Linked DNA regions of Mus musculus: all the other regions are linked to region 2. The links are chromatin contacts, called in public HiChIP or PLAC-seq and Micro-C maps. All regions are on one chromosome and are shown on one strand. The core of a region is the stretch at or near the end of the contact, and the rest is flanking DNA. Distances in the headings are between cores, read along the strand shown. Region 1 has its middle 4.9 kb from the start of Mir6340. Region 2 holds the start of Rab22a (RAB22A, member RAS oncogene family). Region 3 has its middle 35 kb from the start of Rab22a.

Region 1 (2,700 bases), core at 98-2,597, 46 kb before region 2:
AAAAAGAGACGTAATGAATGCCACAGAGAAATACTGGAGGCTGAAACACGCCTCTGTAAACATAGTATTTTATTAACAAAATATTTACATCATTCTTTACACAAAGTTTTTAGTGACAGAGCATGCCACACTCTATAAAAGCATACAATTGAAGCCAAGCTGAAGAAAGGCTGTTCCAAATCGTGCCAGACCTACTGCCTGCAAACAGAAGTACACAAAAGAGAAATCTTACAACAAAAAGCAAACGGCTGAGCTTTCTTTAATTGGCATTTACAAACAAAACAGACATCATACAGTTTATAGACTTAGGTCCAGCCCAAGGTTAGACTGCAAAAATAGTCGTCGGCAAATCCTCATCCTAGTATTATGTCACAGGTAAGCAGCCAGTATGTCATTTGGTGTGAAGCCACCTCGGCTTGAAGTTCCAGCTATTCAGAGTGCTACCAGGCTTGGGAAACCAGGGGCAACTGCATTTTCAAATAGATGCTATTGTAAAAGGCACAGGTCGCTTACTCCTGGTACTGGATCTTGACAAGGGATGGCACTCTTAGGAGACAAAAAGGATTGCTGGTATAAGGGCTTAGATTGTCTTTTCTCTCTAGATGTCTGATTTGGACTTTCAAACTCCTGGACAAGTGCTCTCTCATAAACTCCGTGGAGTTCTGATCCTTCAGCCCATCGTCTTATCACCAGTGACAGATCGCATTCTGTCACTGTAGCTGTGTTTGCCTCTTAGGCTCATGCTGCCCACTGCCCTCCTACAAGGCCTGGGGGGTTCTTTCCCCCTACAGAGAAGAGTACATCTCGCACGCAGGGAGCCTGAGGGAGAATTCTGCGCCAATCCTTGTGGAAGGCAGGTTGTAATTTCTGAACGTCAGGGTGGTGACTGATGACCGTGTGAGTGACTCACGATGTAAAATGATGGAAAGACTGAGTGGGGCGAGTTTAAAAAAAAAAATCCTTCCCAGGGCAATAAAGCTCTGTCTACAACAGCCTAACAAATGGTTTAAAAATAGAGCTTCGATCAGCTGCTCTGACTACCTGGCTGCCAATCATCCTCCCCCACCAAGCTGACTGGTCTGTCTGATATCACGGGCATGACCCAAGTTGGGAAAGTTTCATGTACTGTGCAGTAAACTTCAAACAGGGATGGGTGGGAACCAAGTTCTGGCCTTGCTTCCAAGCTTTTCCGAGGGGGAAAATGGATTACTTAAGTATAAATGCCAAGTGTTAACGATGGCCAAACAATGTGAGGATTAGTGTTTAAGGCCAACAGTGTTGTGGGCACTGGAGTAGGGAGCATGGGACAGACTGCAGCCACTGAGCAGCTGGCTCAAGCAAGCCCAGTTTCATGGAGCGGTGGCTGAAGCACACAGCTTGCCTTCTGATGCTTGGCGGCTCCTTGGCAATGCTAGTTCCCCGTGTGTAACATGCTATTTTCAAGATGATTCCCTCCAATGGATTGCAGTAAACAGCCTGCTTCGAAACACTGGAAAGTTCCTGAATCAAGAAGTGGCACTCGGAAGCCAGCAGGCTGTTTCTACGTCGCGCTTAAGAAGGACATTAAGACCCGTGGTTGAGAACTGTCAATTAAAGAAGGCTCTTTAAAAAAATCATTGCTGTCTTAGGACTCCCCATTAATCGGCAGATAGAGCTTGGCGCTTAAGGCCTGTCTATGGAGAGCTAGCTGGGTTTTTGCTTGTTGTAATTATGTAGCATTTTGATGAGGCACTGGGCACCATAAAATGAACTCACAGCAAATTAAAACATTTTTTCTTAAGTTTGTTAGACATTATAATTTTAATCTCACCATCTACTATTTATATATTCCAATCTTGCTATCTAAAATGTTCAACATAATAAAAAGGCACCGATGGAAGGCCTGAGACTTTTTTTTTTATTATTAAACTTCTGAATCCTTTTGTTTTGAAGCCAAAATATTCTAGCACATCTATAATTGATTGCTCTCTGAGAGGAAAGAACACAGATATTAGTTATTTCTGATAGTACAGACCATCAAATTAAACGTGATGCATGCTGGTGGAAGTCCTAGCTCCAGAGAGTAAATCACTCTCCTCCATGCTAAGAGCGCCCTGAAGGACGGGCTGAGAAATACGGCGATTCCAAGCTCTGTTCATCTGCCCTTCGCAGCACATCTAATGAACTTCATCACAGCAGGTCCTCGCTCATCACCTTCTGAGATACAGAAGGGAGGCCCCTGAGAAGTGTAGTATCCTTCTAATATTTTTCAGACTTTCATTTGCACATAAAACAGGACAAATGCCCTGGAATTCCATTAACATTTCTGGCAAATCAGATAATCAAATTGCCTGGTTTTCTATTACTGGAAGTCGAGACAAGCTTTTCTGCTGCCACGGGAAATTCACTGAGGTCATCCCTCTGAGACGCGGGCTAAATTCTATCTGACCCTCCTTTTCTAAAGCTGCACAGTGCTCTGCTTATCCTCTACATAATATGATGCTCAGAATATTTTTTCTAATTATGACATTTATTGATGTGTGTGTGTGTGTACGTGTATCAGAAAACAACCTGTAGAATTCTTCTCCTTCCATTATATAGGACTCGGGGATCGAATTTGTGTCACCAGCCTTCATAGCAAGTGTTAACCCCCAAAACAAAAACATATTCATGGCTATCTTCAGTATCACCTTATACATCATTGAACTTTTTTTTTTTTTT
Region 2 (2,700 bases), core at 41-2,540:
CTGCAGTTCTTAAGTGACACTAGGACCTCCGGAAAGACCTACGACGGCCTAGTGCTACAGGACTGCGATCTTAGCAAATCTGGGAGGCAGAGGCAGGAGGGTTCCAAGTTCAAGGCCTGCTGAGGCTGAGATTTCAAGGCTATCCTGGGCAACTTCTGGAGATCCTGCTAAAAAAATAGAAGCAAGCAAACTGGGGACACACAACTCAGTGGCGGGACTTGCCTAGGATGTACAAGGTTTAGGTTTAGTCTCTAAGACTGAACTCCTGCTCCCTCCCAAAGTAAAAAGGCCTCTTCAATGCCTGTCCTGTGTGAAAGGTGACTGGACTCACTGGCCTTTTAACATATACCAGTAAAACTATGCGCTCCCAAGTTGCGGAGTAATCGGGATGAACCCTAGCCCCACCCTGCTAAGGGGCAAAAACCATGTAGTTATTGGAATTTTTTTTTTTTCAGTCATTAAAACAGAAACTCAGGAAGGAGATCATTAGAAGGCTCTGAAAAGGCCAAACTACTGTGAGAGGACCGGAAGCTGAACCTTCAAAGTCCTGGTAACTCCTCCCTGTTCTAGTGAAGAGTGAACTTTAATGGAAAGTAACTCTTGCAGAAGTGTCAAAGACGTCCCAAAAGTTCAAAACCATCCCACATTGCTGAAAGGAGGCCAAGTGTGCGCATAAAACCCAAAGCCCTGCTGGGGAGGGTTAACTTTCAGAAACTTGTCTAACTTTAAAGGTGTCCCTCGCAAAGTTGGAAGGAAACTACCTGTGGGCTACTTCACTGTGGGATGGAAAGAGGGCGTCGCTCCGGGGCGCCGGGGGCCACCCTGACACCTGGGGGCCTTGGGTGGGGCACAGCCTGCTGGTCCCGCCGCCCTAAGGGGTCTGTGGGGGGCTGCGTCCCGCGCTGAGCGTAAAGGGGTGCAAGGGGCCCTGGAGTGCCGGGGCCCGCCCGCCCGGCCTCCGCGACCCTCCGGACCCCGCCCGCTGCAACTTACCCCGAGCAGGCACACTTTAAGTTCCCTCAGCGCCATGGCCCGGGAACCAGGGGTGCGGGCCCGCCGCCGCCCTAAGTTGAGGAGGGAGAGGCCCGGCCCAGCACCAGCATCCCCCGGCGCCGCCGCCTCACCGCCAAGTCCCGGCCGAGCACTCCGGGCGGCCGTGCGTCCGCCGCCGCCCTCCGGTCCGGCCGACCCCGTCACTTGTCCGGCGGAGTCACCTCAACAGCCGGGACACCGCCTTGGCCTCCCGGGCGCTACCGCCGCCGCCATCTTGGGACGCCAGCTGGGTCACCTGACCTCCCCGCCCACTTCGGCAGCCACCTTCTCCGCGAGGGCGGGGCGGCCGGCTCGCAGCTCACAGGCGGGTGGGCGGAGCACCAATGGGCGGAGCCTCAGCGTCGCCCCACCCTCCAGCTCCGCCTCAGCCCCATCTTCTCTAAGGAGTGGGCGGGGCGGGATGGGGCGTAATCTTGAAGCTACCACGCCTCTAGCTCCACCTTCCACCCGTCCCAAGATGGCGGCGGGTGAGTGAGGCCAGGCTGGTGGGCGGAGCGCGAGGGATGGGCGTGGCCTCTGGGCTCGCCCCCGCCTCCAGCCCCGCCCTCTGGCACATCCTAAGATGGCGGGTGAGTGGGGTCTAGGCTCAGGGGTCTCCGACGGCTCCCCTTCCCCTCCCCGAGAGCCCCCCTCACCCCACCTCCGCACGAGCCCGGGACTCGCCGCCCGCGCAGCCCCGTGTAGCTCCTTGTGTGTCTTTTGATTTTTTTTCAGAGATCCCTCTGTACTTTGTGGACTTGCAGGATGACTTAGAGGACTGTAAGTAACAGTTGGGGCGCCCCGCCCCTCCTTGGGTCCCTCCCAGAGGACTGTGGGGTGCACTTAGACGGGACAGGAGCCTCAGGTCGAGCCTATCTCGAGCCCGCTTCTTCTCAGGTGCCCTTCCCTCCTGGGCTAGGACTTGGGTCTGTTGGAAACTTTGTCTTCCTGTCACTTTCTCCTCTGGCTGCGCTAGGAGCTGTGAGAGGGAAAGCCAATCCCAACCTGGGAGGAACCTCCTTGGGTTCCTAGTTAGGGCTTGGGAGTGACGCCCTACTTGTGGGCCTGGCCAGCTCCATGTCTTCATGGAGCCCACTGCTTTCCATGTTTTGAGTGGGTCTCTTCCACTTGACCCTTCTCAGCCTCCACTTCTTCTCTGGAATTATTTTAAGAGACAGTAGCTGAGAGAGATGCCACCTTCGAAGTGCAAGTTCCAATTTGTGGCTAATGGACAAACGAAGCTTTGGCTTGTCTATCCAATATAGTTTTTCAGCGCCTACCTCTACTTGCTCGGGCCATTTGTTGGGCTTATGAATTTACAAAGATGAACTAGATCTCCCTCACAAGCCAGAGGGGAGCAGGAAAAAAAAAAAAAAAAAACCCAGGGAGGCTTGCTGGTGGTTGAGGTCAAATCACCTCAGATGACACAAATCACCACAGTCAACTGGGGCTTCCTGAGTCCCAGCCCTAGGAGTTACTTCTGTCCCCTTCCCTTCCCTACCTGAAACTCCCTGACAGGAGTTGATGTTGACTGAGAATGTTTGGTAGACCATTGCAGTGTTGAGCACATTTGATCCCTGAGTGTGTGTGTGTGTGAGTGTGTGTGTGTCAACTCTATTAGTGTAGCATGACACTTGGAGAGAAAAGAAAAGTGAGTGGTGAAGAGGC
Region 3 (2,700 bases), core at 15-2,514, 35 kb after region 2:
TAGCGGTGCCCCCTTGCCCAGCTGATACTGTTGCCTAGTATAGAGATTTAATAAAGGTTGCCCCAGTGATGCCATGGGGTTGTCTTCCTGTCCAGGATGTAGCCCAGCAACATGGCCTCCACTTAAGCTTTGCACTCCTGTAGTGCCCATTTGGGCCCAGGTCTCTCTCCACCTCTCCTGAAGATTACTTTCTTTTCTCTTCGTTTGAAACCTTCCAACTCAACCTTACAGATCCAAGGTTGGTTTTGACATTGTTGAAGTATGTAGGTCATTTGTTTTGTAAAATCAGCCTGTATCATGCTTCTTTGACTTTTTTTGAGATTGCTAGGTGGTTTTTTGTTTTTATGTTCTACTAAAATCTCTTTAAAAACCGTCTTTAAGGGTGGGTGTGGTAGTGCACACATTTAATCTCAGCACCTGGAAAGCAGAGGCAGGTGGATCTGAGTTCGAGGCCAGTCTGGTCTACAGAGTGAGTTCCAGGACAGCCGAGGCTATGTCAAGAAACCCTGTCCCAAAAAATCAAAAACAAAAATAAAAGCAAACCCTTCTTTAAACCATCTTAGGTTGTGGGGCTGGATATCTGGCTCATCAGTTAAGAACATCGCTGCCGGATCCGACGCCTCGGCAGGCACCAGTCATGTACGGTGCACGTGCATATCTGCAAGCACAATATTTATCCACAGAAAATTAGAAACAAATCTCACAGCTTGCTTGCACTGTGAGATGCGATACATAGAAGGTGGGGAAACGCATAGACGCCGAGTTGAAGCAGTTTTACGAGGCCAGCATCCTTGGTGGTCATGTCCTGCACACGTGCTCCCAGAGCTCCTCATTCCTCTCCACGGCTTCCGCCCCACCAGGCTCTCATCGCTGAGCTGGGTTTTCATGTGAAACACATTCTTACCCTTCTGCCAAGTTTTAGCCCCAAGTATCTACCTTACAGTTTTAATTTTTTTCTAAGTTTAAATTCATGAAGTTACATAGAGACAGTGGCTTTTGGGCTGGTGCTCCGTGTGGCTGTGCCTCTTTTGATGCTGTTCTTGGAGGGCACTGGCCTTTGCCCGTTGACTGGGTAGGAGGCTTGAGGAGTTGAGCTACAGTTGGCTACAGTTCTCCTGTGGACACTGTGTACCGGGTGGATAATGAGTGTGGGCCTCCTCCTTGAGTGGACGTTGCTGGCTTTGCAGAGTACTTACCTCACTGCATAGCCCGCCTGCACGTGCCATACACTTCACTGCAGTTAGTGGTGTCACGTTTTCCACTGGAGCCAGCCTCCTGCTGTGGCTGTGCACCATGATTTCCTGTTTCCTGACAGTTAGAGCCCTGCTCAGCTGGTGCCTCTGCTCATTTCTGTCCTTTAGACTCCCATATAGATTTTAAATCCAACACATCAAGTCCTAACAAAATAAGGCAAAACACAGCATCAGTTTGTCAATTTGGAGGACCTTGTCATCTTTATAATATTGAGAATCCAATCTATAAATGTGGCCTGCCTTTCTATTTATTTAGGTTTTATGTCCCAATAAAACCTGTGTGCTTTCTCCATAGAGAAGATTATCATTTTTCCTTCCTTTGGTGACATCTACACTTTTACCTTGTACAGTTTGTTCTTTAGTCAGCCAGCTTTCCTCGGTGACAGATGCTGAGGACGTATCCATGGAAAGATAAGATGTGTTTGTGCTTGTGGTATTAGAGGTTTCTGTCCATGCTCAGGCAGATCCACTGCTTTGGGGCCTGGTGTAAGACAGATAAATGATGGAGGAGACAGGGGCAAAGCCATATACCTTATGGGGGTCAGACAAGAAAGACAGACAGGAAGGGACTGGTTTCTCACCAACTCATTCCAGGGCCTGTTCCCGAAGCCTTAAACTTCTTTCCACTAGGCCTCTCCACCTAATGGTTCCACTCTGAATAGTACCTCAATCTAGTGACCACACACCACATACACAACTTCTGGGGATAGTTTACACACAAACCCTAGTGCCTCCTGAGTAGTGAGTAAGTTTCTCTTTAGATTGTTTTTTTTTAATAGAGTCTTTGTGTGGTTTACCCACAAGTGAGCATGAAGCATGTTTGTAGTATGTTTTAATTTTTGTTTTGACATGTAGTATCAGGTATCCCAGGCTAGCCTTGAACTTACTGTGCAGCGTGCTGAACAAGCAGTGAGCCCACCCATTGCCAAGCAACAGCAGCAGGCAGTGAGCCCGCCCAGCAACAGCAGCAGGCAGTGAGCCCCCCCCCCCCCCCCCCCATCAGCAGCAGGCACTCCTAATACCCTTTGCTGACCAGTCAGTACTCACAAATCCATGCTGCCATTGCCAAATACATAAACAATTTTCAAATATCTCTCTACTGTTCCTGCTTTGATTTATTTTGTTTGTGGTCAAAGAACCAACATTTTACAGTTCTTTATTTTTTATTTATTTTTAAAAATTTACTTATTTATGTTTCAGTGTGTTCTGTCTAGAACGAATGTTGTGTGCCAGTATTTGGGGGAGAGTATCTTAAACACTTGTATCAATTGGGTTAATTTGGTTGGAAGCATTGTGCAGGTCTTCCATGTTAATTTATTTCCTTAGTGTATTAAGCTGATTTGCTGGTGCGCATTTGTGGGTGGGTGCTTGAATGCCACAGTGCACAGAGGACAACTTGAAGGAATGGCTCTTTTCTTTCTCCCGGGTCCCCAGTGACCAGGCTTGG

The links. A called contact is a pair of places that touch in the nucleus more often than the background predicts. HiChIP or PLAC-seq counts read pairs in DNA pulled down with a chosen protein or histone mark.
Region 1: a contact with region 2 is called in a Micro-C map of muscle stem cells, with 3 times the contacts expected there. The contact joins the enhancer-like site here to the promoter of Rab22a in region 2. A contact is called at or near these places in 3 of 39 promoter capture datasets (liver and macrophages), 3 of 484 Hi-C or Micro-C datasets (muscle stem cells and nephron progenitors) and 2 of 115 datasets of contacts at active chromatin or transcription factors (cardiomyocytes and embryonic stem cells).
Region 3: a contact with region 2 is called in an H3K4me3 HiChIP or PLAC-seq map of the SCID.adh cell line, with 10 read pairs. The contact joins the enhancer-like site here to the promoter of Rab22a in region 2. A contact is called at or near these places in 1 of 39 promoter capture datasets (macrophages), 1 of 484 Hi-C or Micro-C datasets (olfactory sensory neurons), 4 of 115 datasets of contacts at active chromatin or transcription factors (CD8 T cells, the SCID.adh cell line, double positive thymocytes and 1 more) and 2 of 9 other capture datasets (adipose tissue and liver).

Annotation. Positions count from the first base shown.
Region 1 is chr2:173,704,673-173,707,372 of GRCm38.p6, reverse strand. No RefSeq gene overlaps it. Among named protein-coding and RNA genes, the nearest start is that of Mir6340, 4.9 kb to the right of the region's middle. Within about 2 kb of position 1,347, at least 11 of the 459 cell types and tissues checked have an H3K27ac peak or open chromatin away from gene starts, as enhancers often do. A contact at or near this core is called in muscle stem cells, where this site is marked.
Region 2 is chr2:173,658,435-173,661,134 of GRCm38.p6, reverse strand. It overlaps Rab22a (RAB22A, member RAS oncogene family), which reads right to left and starts at 1,290. Exons shown (of 7, transcript NM_024436.3): 1 at 994-1,290. The coding sequence starts at 1,029. It also overlaps the pseudogene Ppp4r1l-ps.
Region 3 is chr2:173,623,360-173,626,059 of GRCm38.p6, reverse strand. It overlaps the pseudogene Ppp4r1l-ps. Among named protein-coding and RNA genes, the nearest start is that of Rab22a, 35 kb to the left of the region's middle. Within about 2 kb of position 1,264, at least 13 of the 459 cell types and tissues checked have an H3K27ac peak or open chromatin away from gene starts, as enhancers often do. A contact at or near this core is called in the SCID.adh cell line and double positive thymocytes, where this site is marked.